2 separate regions of the Xenopus tropicalis genome follow, and region 2 is linked to region 1. The links are chromatin contacts, called in public Hi-C maps. All regions are on one chromosome and are shown on one strand. The core of a region is the stretch at or near the end of the contact, and the rest is flanking DNA. Distances in the headings are between cores, read along the strand shown.

The links. A called contact is a pair of places that touch in the nucleus more often than the background predicts.
Region 2: a Hi-C map of gastrula embryo shows a contact between it and region 1, with 2.2 times the contacts expected there. The contact joins the promoter of lhx5 here to the promoter of tbx3 in region 1. A contact is called at or near these places in 2 of 5 Hi-C or Micro-C datasets (brain and gastrula embryo).

The regions. Positions count from the first base shown.
Region 1 is chr1:145,770,715-145,777,068 of UCB_Xtro_10.0, reverse strand. tbx3 (T-box 3) reads right to left here and starts at 1,828. Exons shown (of 7, transcript NM_001032353.1): 1 at 938-1,828. The coding sequence starts at 1,329.
Region 2 is chr1:146,144,050-146,149,840 of UCB_Xtro_10.0, reverse strand. It overlaps lhx5 (LIM homeobox 5), which reads right to left and starts at 4,518. Exons shown (of 5, transcript NM_001016082.2): 1 at 4,050-4,518; 2 at 1-101. The coding sequence starts at 4,222.

The DNA.
Region 1 (6,354 bases), core at 579-3,078:
CACTCTAACCAGGTGAAGTTTTTGTGTTTGTGTGTAGAGTAGTAAATTTGAGGCCTTTTATATACCTGCTATCAAAAATGCAGATTGCTGGCAGTATGGTTTGACCGTCTTTTTTGAATTATCCGTATACTATCCATATACTGTGACTGTGCGTGTATACACACATTTACAATACGCCACAGAGATATAACCACAAGGCATTTAACACCAGTGATAAGAAGCTGACTTCTTGAAATCGCCAGTATAACATGCCATAAAGTTATTTTGTATCTGTTATAAGCTGCCGAGATATGTTCAGCATTTCAGGAAATATATGTAATAAAGAGACAGAATTCTTCCAACCTTTGGTGCAAAACTTTGACCGCAGCTAACAGACAGGAGGGAGTGGGAGACGCCGCACTCAGGGCCTAAATATAGTAAATACAATTGCAGCAATAAACCTTTATACTGCTGGAAAGGAGATAAACGAGTTGGAATAAAATCATTCGTTTACTAAATGTCAGAAGAAAAGTGACGATTATATGTCACTTCTAAAATACATTGTATTTGTGTTCTTTTACCATTGATATTTGTGCGCCGAAAAGTTTTAACTTGTGTTTATAACCCCAAAATGTTCTGCTGTATTTTAGTCTTGGGGTTAAAGGTGTTTTTTTGTTTTGTTTTTTTTTGTCGATCTGACAAACATATTCCCCAACACAGATTTACATACAAACAAGTAGAAACACACGCATGATGATACATACAAGCATTGCAGTTACTGCAGAGTAAGGAAATAAGGAGTGCCAGGTGAATTGGAAATGGCACAGGAATCTGCAGATCTGTGCAATGATAGTGGCAGAGGATAGTGCACTTCTGTACAGGGGGGCCCCATGGCCAAGTCTCTAGGTGAGTTTAAAACCAGTTCTAATGTATAATGAAGACAAAGGCTGAGACTCACCTCCCAGATTTTGTGATGACCATCTCTGTCCCCCTTTTGTGGAACTGTTCCCAGAGATCCTTGCCTTCCAGGTGGACTTTTGGATCGTCTTCAACTTCTTCTTCTGGTTCAAGGGTTTTAAGAGGCCTCAAATGAGCAGCTGCCTGGTGACCCAAAGATGAAAAGGGGATGCCAGTCTCTGCGGCACCCACTAATTGATCCATGATGGGCTTGGCCAGGGCACCAGGAAGGGAAAGAGCAGCCCCATTGGGTGGCAGAGCCAGAGCTGGAAAAAAGGGAGGTTGGTGTCCAAGAACAGCACTCATTGCAAAGTCTGGTGCCCTGTGGGATAGGAATGGATGGTAAGCCATGGCTGACCCTGAAATCACTGGATCTCTCATGGGTAAATTCATTCACTTGCACCCTTTGGATCTCACAGCTCGGGGCTCAGTCCAGTGTGAGGGATCTTCACGGGCACATTAATGTGGCAAAACCCAGCATTGACACAAGAGACTGCCGGGTTATTCTCAGGCTTTAATTCGAATAGAGAGAGGAAGAAATGCAATTCCCCGCTCAGCTATCCTCCTGCGAGAGTTTCACTTGTGCGGCGATCGGAGAGACTGGGGCAGTCCGTGTTCTCTGGGCAAGCAGCAACTTCTCCGGCAGCCCCAGCGGCTGTCACAGCTCCAGGTAAGGATTAAGAGTGAAGATGCAGATGTCTATTTTGTACTGCACTCTGGTGCTTCCGCTGTTCCCCCAAATGGATTGCTTCCCTTTGTCCTCCTTTTTTTTAATAAATAGCAGCCTCCCTTCCCGGAGAATGTGCCAGTGTCAGAAGAGAGAGCAGAAAGAGGGAGATGGGGTTACAGAGGAAGAGGAGAGGGTGGGAGAGAAAAGACAGAGGAAAGAGACAGTCCCCGCTTCAAGTATCCTGTGTGTGAATGGAGCCTCTCCTTACACCATATCCCAGGGATGTGTTGTGGCAATGCGAGGAGCCCAGACCTACTTGATTGGCCCTTTGACGCTTTCGGACCAATTGTGTGGCTCCATAGGCGGGGTTTTGACAGGTCTACTGGATGGGGACAGGGCTGAGTTATAAAAAGAAGGTGTCGGAAGCTGTAGCGTTGCAGCAAAGCATCACTACTACATAATGCCGTGTGAATATGTCAACATGATCAGATGGGAGGGGACACGGCAGGAAGGTGTAGCGGGGGCTGGAAGAACACAGCCAGCTATTCAGCCGCTGCCTGCCTGGCAGGGAAAGGCACTTACCTCTAGGTGGCTTGCTAGGAAAGGGAGAGAAAACACATGCACCCAGGGGGAGGGGGAGGGCTGTGCGTGTGCACTGAGGCTTTTCCCTCACCCTCCATCTACAGCTCTGGCGCTGCTTGCGCAGCCTCTGCGGCCAACTCCAGCCCCGACTTATCATCAGCCTCTCAGTGGGACTCCCATTTCATCGCCTTGCCCCGTCACAATGGCCGGAAGGATAAGTGCGAGCGGCTCGGGGCATGTGTGGGTTGGACCGAGACCCAAGAACATTCCCATCATCCAACCCATCCCTGTGGGAAGCGGCGCACTGATTGCCCGGGGAGCGCAACCGCCCGCATACCCTGCGCTCATGCCAGCGCTTGCTACCGAAATTGGCTCTGTACTAGTCACTCCCGATCCCCTACATATTTGTCTATAAATATATCGGTGTTAATTAAATGTAGGTGGGAATCCTGTGCCATTCTGTTACTGACCTAAAACTATCGGTCTTTAGGAGTCTGATCACTTAATCCATAAAATCCTACCATAAAATGATGGAGTTATATAGATTTTAAATTGGCTACATTTGCGCTAGTGATGGTCACTGGACCGGTTGAGTAGTGTATAATCACATCGGCCAGACTGCTCTGTATAAAATACAGCGTTTTACATTGCGTCAGTGTGCGATACTGAGGTACATTCCTACTGTCTCTATTATTTTTTCCCAGAGCAAAACTACCCCCCCCCCCAGCCAGGCTGGGGAGAAAGTGTAATTTGCTGGGATAAAGCCTCTAATCTCCCAGACATCAGTGTTTCTCCTTTGCACTAATTCCGTGTGATATCTCACCCTGGGATCACATGCACAGATTGCCAGCCCTGTAGCCTTTCTCTGCCCCCAAGCCTATCTGTCCGGCAATCAAGACATCATTTGTAAGACAACCCGTGAAATGTCCACTCACTGGCTCTGTTGCTGCCTGTATTCCCCAGTCAATTGGGGGGGGGGGGGGTAGATCTGTTGAGACCAGGGGCCCAGCCCAATATATATATATATATGCCTGGGTGAATGCTTAGCTGTTAGTTAACACATCCCGTTTATAAAGTAAAAATCATTTTTCAATTCCCATATGTTAAGGACGCGTACAAAGCAAAACTTTCCCCTTAAGATTTGTGCCTGGGCCCCGCGAAGCCAGTGAGCTGAAAGGGTTAAGGCGAGGGGAGATGGGGAAGCAGATTGTTAGTGGCTGGAGGAAGGCGCAGCATTGTGAGCTAAATGCACTGAGATAGGAGCGGAACATCTGAAGTGATTAGCCCTCCCAACAGCGCATTTTTCACTCACATACTTAAGAGCATTCGGCGCCAGACTGGTCAAGTCTGTTTAGTGGCCTGAGTCTCGGATCACTCTCATTCACCAGGATATATTGTAAGGGAGGGGGATCGCTCTCTGAAACTGGGATCAAGGCGGTGGGAGATGAAGGGGCACATTCTTCCCTTCTCTGTATAGAAGAACAGTTATTCTATCGATAGATTAGATAGAAATATAGATAGATAGATAGATAGATAAAAGATAGAAACAACTGTAACGAGATATATTAAGACAGATACAGAGAAAGGCGGGAGAAAATATATTAATGGTAGACATAAGCAATGAAATACAGATAGAGAGATAGATAGACAGACAGCTAGATGGATAGGTGCTAGTCTTATAGAAAATAGATGCTTGGATTGATTGATAAAAAAGAAGATATAAAATAAAGTGCTGAATGGTAAAAAAGAAGCTGTTAACTAGAGATATACAGACAGTTGGAAGATAGATGATAGATAGATAGATAGATAGATAGATATAGAAATACAGATAGTTGGTTGATAGACTGGTTGTTTTCTGGCACCAGTGAGTCTCTTTTCCAAAGCTCTTGATTATTTAAAGAAATAATTAGGCGCACAAAACTTCCTATCAAATTAGCTATTGCCCACAGCACATAATAAATCAAGGGCAGGCATGCGGTGTTATTTGCTTCACCCCAAAACTACATTTCCCGACATCCACCCCAGACCTAGTGGCCATTGAATAGACCTGTAATTACATTTACTGAGAGTGAAGTAGTGCTAAACTGCGAATGTTTTCTCATTGGAAGCTCTATTGCAGTATGTGTATATAGCAGGGCTCCCCTAGAAGTGTGTCCCAGCCGGTGCCTCTGGCTGTGCATCCCTAATGTTAGTGCAAGCTGGATTTGCACAGCGTGAATAAACACACAGACTGATTGTGTTTGTGTTAGGGGACGGAGGGGGGGGGGGTGAGGGCTGGGGGACTGACAGGCCCAGTCCGACATATAAAGTAAGAGTAACCAATAGACTGACCTGCCAGCTGTCTCCTTGGCTGCATGTTGCTGTTAGTGTACTCAGCACATAAGTATACTGTACAGGGCCACTCACAGTAACATGGGATGTAGCCACTCATTCATGGGCCACAACCGCACATACATTAAGGTTCTAACATTCACTTAGTATTAATTCCCTCCAGCAATTATCCTGATTTAATAAACGTTTGTTTTAATGTCATTGACCTAATGAGGAGTCTTCGTTTGCCCCTGTGATAGAAACACAAATGAGTGGGACCCACCTAATCTTCATAAATAAAATGGTTTTCATAAAACTGCTTCTCAGTCAGAATCCCACTGGGCCCCCTATACCTCCTACCCTCAACCCAGCAGTCACAGGGCCTGCTTCCATCTATAGCAATGCCCTTGGTTCATGCCTGACCCCCACCCCTTCTGTCCCCTCCATTCTCCCCCTCAATATACTAATTGATTTATCAGTTATTTGTTGTATCATGTAAGGCCTGGAGCCAACAGTGCAACCCCCACAGCTACAAAGCAGCTTAGCTGGGAATTCCAGCTACTGAAGCAAAGTTCCGCAAGAAGAGGTCCATTAAGTTTAGAACTATAATAATAATAATAACTGTACGAAGCCCCTTCCTGTGTTAGTTCCCCTTAAGTTTCTATTTGTTGTTCCCTTAGTAAATGGCATTTCTCACGCGTGCCCGTAGCGCTGCGCAAACTCTGACCCCCATAAAGTTGGGTGGGGAAGGGGTGTCGGTTCCCTAATAAGTGACCTCCCATGCACAGCTCTCGGGAGACTCGTATTGTGTCGCATTGTGTCGAGCCTGCACTAATCTGGGATCAAAAGCAGGAAGGTGCGAAGCGGCTTTGTGTCCTGTGCCCGTCCCCACGCACCCTCCAGAGTGCGATAAATCTACACTGGCGCCGACTGTGCACTGGCTGATTAATTTGCAAGCAAACAAAGAAAGATCTGATGGCCATCAATCCTAGTTAAATATTGGCCTGTCCTTCCAGCTACTTGTTAGCCCCCTCCTCCCAGCCACTAGCCAAAGTCCAGAAATCTCCCAAACATGAGCACATCTCTGGCGATGACATCCCTGGAGCTCAAAGCAAACAGGTCATTTTGCTTCTAGGAACAAGTTCACTTTGCAGCGACTGTTGAACAATGCATTGCGGCATGGGAAGGCTGAGGGTGTGGGGATTTGTAGTTTTGCAACAATGAAAACATTGCAACATTTCTCTCTATGGCCGATCCAGAGATGGTTCAATTAATTGTAATAATAATAATAATAATAGTAATAATCACACTACTCTTTAACAGCAGATACATTCACTGGATTGCCTTCTGCTCTATTACAAGTATTTAGTGGGCAGAAATCTTATTCAGCCACAGTCATACAGTATAGGTATATATTCGTGCCATAGCACCTTTCCCCTCATTGTATCTGCCTCGACACTAACCTCTCACACAAGTACACAAACACACCAGCAAATCATTTGAATTGTTAACCCTCTCAGGGCATTATTGGTCAGAACCCTCGGTTATGTAAAACAAAGTGCTTGAAGGGTTAACAATGTTAACCCTTCAGTGCTGACTAGAACTTTCTCTCTAGTCTGGTGTTAGACAAGCAACATTGCCTTTAATCACAGCATAGAGAGCAAGCCCTGTGTCCATTTCCCTATGTCTGCAGTGGTGCAGGAGAGCTTACATTTGACAGTGCAGTTAACCACTATTTCTGGACTATCAAGTATTAATACCATACAAAGAAGACTATAGAGTCCTGGCCATGCTGGAAGCCATAATATTCTCTTGAGCTGCCCATACATGTTACTGATATTCATGCTAGTATTTTT
Region 2 (5,791 bases), core at 3,269-5,768, 370 kb before region 1:
AGGTGAAACAGTTCAGGTGAAACACTTTATTCCTCGCTTTCCTGACCAAGTCACTTGGAGAGATTCCCAGGGAGCATCCTGCACATTTTGTACCAAATCTCCTGCGCAAAGAAAAAATAAATATAAAATCGTCAGTGTTAAAAAGGGACGATTGTCCTCAATTTATGGAAAACATAAGGACTTCTGGTGCCCTACATTGGCAAATTTTCGAGGTGCGTTTGTCAATCAAATTACTACACAACAAAAGCAAGCGTTAGAGAATGAATGTAGTAGTACTGTTGGGTTTTTCTATTTAGGATGCTGTCTTCTGTGTATAGAAGGTCCGTGTACACAGAACAATCAGTGAATTTAGCAGTACTCGCTAATTACCTGGCGCACCCCACAGTGACACACAAGATTTATGAAGGGTAACCCAACCTCTAACATGCTTCAGTGCTTAGGAAGTAAGAGTACTTTCGGTGCTGCCTCAGTTGGGACTGCAAAAGCAAGGATGCACCTTTTCAATATCAACAGAATGTTGTCCCCTTCCCTTTCTGTTACTTCTCACAGAAACTGTATTAGTACAGGTCTGCGTGCCTCTGGAAATTAAAATCCTTAACCCTACAAAGTGACACAAATTGTAAATTATGAAGGCTATACATAATTGCATACATACCCTGCAAGAGAACTACCGGGGACAAGCAGATTACACATTTCTATCCTTTGCGCATTAGCAATAATGTAATATCTACATTATCTACATTATAGATTCTTTTCTTTACAAATGTAAAAATGAGTAATATTATCCATAACATTCCGATGGATATTTTATTACCCACAATTTTACACCTATATCGTTTGAATTGTACCTTTCACTTTTAAACAATTCCACTAAAGAAAACGAATTATTTTAAAACCTAGATACGCTAATGAGCTAATTTGCCACAATTGCACTTGCACTGTACTTTCTGAACTTATTGGGGTTTTTTTAAATGTGATTTTATAAAACTCGTTTTTTTTAAGTGCGAACTGTTCCTGTTTTCAAGCTCTAACCATAAAAGGTGCATGGGGCTGTTTTTTGACAGATCAGTGGGGAGTTGATAAGGAAAAGAAATCTATTAAATCAGAAGCTTCATTTGAAGAAAAACAGTAGATTAATGTTCCTTGTGAATTCTATTTAGTGATTCTGCAAAGCGAAGCGGCAGGACCTGCTGAAATGTCTCCCGATATGCGTCGGGCACAATTTATTGGTGCACAAATCATACCTTGGTATCCACAAACCATATATCCTGTTTGGATAAAACAAACGCTTGAAGAATTTTTGTATCAAAAAAATGCTTTTCTATTTAGGAAGAATGAGAATCTTAAAAATAGGTCCGAAACGGCAAAATTGGTTATTAAATATGGTTTATTTAATCTGCAAAATGCTACATGGGGTGTAGTGCGCCTATACACAATGGTATGAGCAAACACAATGATAAAAATATATTTATAATTTTACTGCTAGCGAAGATATAAATATTTAGATGTGATTGTAATAGTGATGTTTGTTTTTTATAATACAAGGTTTACATATTTTAAACTATCAAAAACACAATGTGAGGGAGAATGTGTGTGTGCAAACATATATATGGTTATGTTTTAGAGCAAGGAATTGTTTTGAAACGCAATAAATACAACATAAAACCCAGTGAATAGACATTGTTCTTATTTGTTTCTCAGTCTGGGCAGGGTTTTATGGCCAAACCTTTCATTGTGGATGTTCACGCCATGCATCCAGTGACTTTGATTTAGTGACTGTATTAGAGGTCATAAGTCATGCCTGCCTTATCCAAGAAAATAATTAGCTCACCTGCACCTTATCAAAAATCATTAAATGCTCCTAAAGAGTTTGCACATTACTTGGGAGGGGCTATTCATGGACCGTAAAGTTACATTAAGGACATTTTTATGTGAGATCGCATTATTAACCTTATCACTGCCCGACTTGCAAAAAAACAAAACATTCACTGAGCCCATCAGCCAAAAAACAAATATAATTCGTTGCATAAAAAAAGAACTAAACTGTCTTATTTACATGAAGAGATTTGGAACAATAACCTATGTAAGCAAGTAGAATTTCGGGTTTAACATGACAAAAGCCTTCTGCTTAATGGAAACCAATGCCCCAGTCCCTGTTTTTACTGGGAACTCCTCTGCAATCAGGGGCTCTGACAAATGGAACATTGTCGCTCTATTTTAATATGGATACCCCATTGTTCTATGCCTGGGGACTCTTCAGTTAATGTGTAAATGGCACTGATGTGCACTGAGAATATGGTTTTTCTGTATTCACTGTAAAAGTAGCATTATATATTTATAGTAAGATAAGTAAGATATACAGTTTAACAATTCGGATATTCTATAAAATGAATAAAAGATTTTTTTAGAAGCTGGAGAAATTACACAGATGCTTGTATTTGTTCAGAGTAAAAGAACCGTATATTGCCTAAGCTTGATGGTATTCTCTTTTTGAGCTGCAGTAATATAAATTAGAAGCTGATAATGAAGCAACTTCACATGAGCTATATAGTACATTGGGGCATCTCCAAATACACAAAGAAGTAAAATATACACGGGCCTCTATTTACTGAAGCTCAATATCTTCCAAACCGTTATGTATCCTTTATATTGTGTGTTTCAATAAGGTTTCTGATACATTTTATTAATGAACGGATTGTTTGACATATCCAATGAATAAAGAAGCCTTAGCATCACTGGAAATAAAAGAACAGGTAACTAAATGCATTGTGGGTGAAAACAATGCATTATGGGTAGCTAAAAGTCAGAACATTGAAAACGTTATTTTATCATGAAGGAGCTAATAACACTCATTTTCCATTGCCTACATACACATACAGGTATACATGTCTGAGTTTTATACTTTGTCCCCCTGACCTTAATATATGATGTTAATATTGATTAAAAGTTTGGTTTAAACTTAGTGAAAACGATAATTGATCCCAAACGATGTTAATATCCAAAATGTTTAGTGAGCTGCTAGTTTGTATATCAGATAGATTTTATCTTCTTTTAGATAGAGAAAGGATAATTGTAATCACTCTTAGGTGGGAATCTGGCCCACAGTATCTGGTGGGGCTCATTGTCCAAATCTGTTCCTTATTTACACAATAGCCAGAGTACAGTAGCCTGTCGGATTGCTTTGTTGATTCATTTAAACCTTTCTTTACTTTTATAATAATAGTGCTCATGTACTGAAATGTTTGGATCCGTTACTTATTATAAGGTGTTAAAAGAACCAATGTGACCCGAGGGTCCCGGCCCAATAAAACATAGGGGATTTTCAGCAACTGCTTATATTAAACTGACAACTAATCCAGAACAGCCTTGTGTTTCGCTGCCCATCATGTGTTATTTCCTGAAAAAAGTATCATATATTTTCCAAATATGCACAGGCAACACCAGACCAGCCTCTGTGATTAGGCTTCTCAATACTCAAATCTACAAATGTAATAGTGTTCTTGATATGTCCCCTGTATTAAGGTTCCTACAAGCTTTCGTATAGTTGTATCTACCCTATTTACTTTTACTACCAATTGAAAAGATATATATAAGTATAGGAGAGAAAAGGACAGTTGCACTCAGGAATTATTATTTATACTAAAATAGGTTGAATAAAAGATTTTAGGATCTAAAAGGGACAGGCACCTCCTTCCTACTGTGTCTCTTACCACATCCTTATATTTATTCTTTATTTATTGATCTTTGTTTGTACTTTTTTACCTTGTATAATTGTACAGCGCTGCCTATCATTGTAGCGCTTTACGAATAAGTTTCTACATACATACAAAATAACTTGAAACCTATATGCACCCATGTTCCCCATATAGAAAATATTTTGCATGTAATATCGAAATGCTCTGTGCCCAAGCAGTCGCACTGGTAGGGTAGGCGCAATAAATAAAAAAAGGTCAGCCTAAGCCATAACATTTTCCCTGAATGGTGCCCCACTCATTCCCAGGTGGCGGTTAGGACACCAAGCAAGGCACCAGGCCATGCCAACTCCTTACCTGAAGAAGTCTGTTTTGCAGTAGAGCTTGCCCTCCCTGGAGAAGCATTTTTCGGTCAGGTTGCATTTACACTCACAGCATTGCACACATTTGACGTGCCAGGCTCTGTCCAGGACATTGAGTAGAAATCGGTCCAGGATGGGCCTCTCACACCCAGCGCAATGGACCATCATAGTTGAAGCTAGTATTAGCAGCAGAAGCCCACTCCAGTGAAATCCTCATAGACCCTGACCCACACCCTCCAAGTGTTAGTTTAGTCCCAGTGGGCCCTTTGGCAGGAATCTCTGGCACAGTCTTGGGGGCGCTTGGTGTTCACCGATGTTGTCTCTGTGGCAATGCTCAGATGACAGGTGGCCAGTATTGTCTTTTATTCCCTCATACTCCGCGTTCCGGTGCTCCCACAGCCAGGCTGCTAGGGTGTCCTACTTCAGTATCCTAGATGTCACTTTCTCCCGTTCCACCTCTGTGCCCCATAATCGGCTCTGAGTGCCAAGCTTGGCAATTCGCGCATCCTTATTCAGATTTTGTGACGTCCCAGGGAACGTCGGCAAGCGATCTGCCAATCAGCACGCAGTAACCATGGTTACCAGTTAATTTATAGCACATCTATATTGGCTGGAGAATGGTCCTTGGCACGGTGAAGGCTTGGAGGAGAGATGCTGCTAGGAGTTCATTCTGGTTACAAAGTAGAGGGTATTTCTCCTTGAGGATCCGAATGCTTAGAAATAATATTTAGGCTGTTTTGCTCAGCATTTTATAAGAGGAGGAGTGCCTATGCAACAGTGCCAACATGCAGCACGTTAAAAGGACAAAAGCTTCCCTCTTAGCATCTCTTTAGGCTCTGTTGTGGAAACCTACATAAGCCTTTCCATAACGTGCAGGGGCTTTCCACTAGCTTGAAAAGGGAGTTACCCTAAAGCAATGCAATGCCCCCTCACCCAGGGGTGCTCTATGCATTTGTACAGAAGCAGCGCTCTTACCTTTTCTCCCAAGCGCTACTCAGCTTTGTCATGCAGAGCAGGAGCATTAGCAGTTCCTAACCCTATCTATCTGCCCTGGGCAAATCTGGCCGCGCATTAGTATGTGTACAGCCAGACCTTATTTGTGCACTTCATAGAAACCGCTTTTATATTTCATTTACTTTAAGATCTTGCCAGCCATGTGTTTCTCTTTCTTGCTGGTGTGACTGGGGTCTCGTATGTACAGTTTGTCAGCATTCCACGCAAACAATTCGTGCCCAAGGCTCTGAGAGCAGCAACGATCTGTTACATTATACTGTATGCATCTTCTATTTACTATTTAGCAGTTTGTTTGGCTTGCAGCAGTGCCATATGGAGTTAATAGATCAGAAATGAGTTATTTTCTGAATAGCCTGAGTTCCCCTTTCAAATGTAAACAAAGCGTAATTAGTATAATTATGCCGTTTCCTAATCTTTCATATATACAGTGCCAGACCCATCCCTTAAAATAACCCCAGTATTATTCTGTTTGCCACTTATGAGTCGTATGTGACACTTTGTATCAGTAAGTGTGCTAGCTGTACTGAGAAACAGGCAAACCCGTTTAACCCCTGCAGTGCTAACGAGCTAGGTGTTTCACATGCAGATTCAGTTATAGAGAGGTTAACTGGGTGGAGAAAACAGCATCATAATGAAGTTCTATGAAAGGGCAGTGTATTAATTGTTTGCTTAATGCTAAGTTTATTTACCTTGGTGTTTGGGGTGGTTAGGGAGTCCTACAGG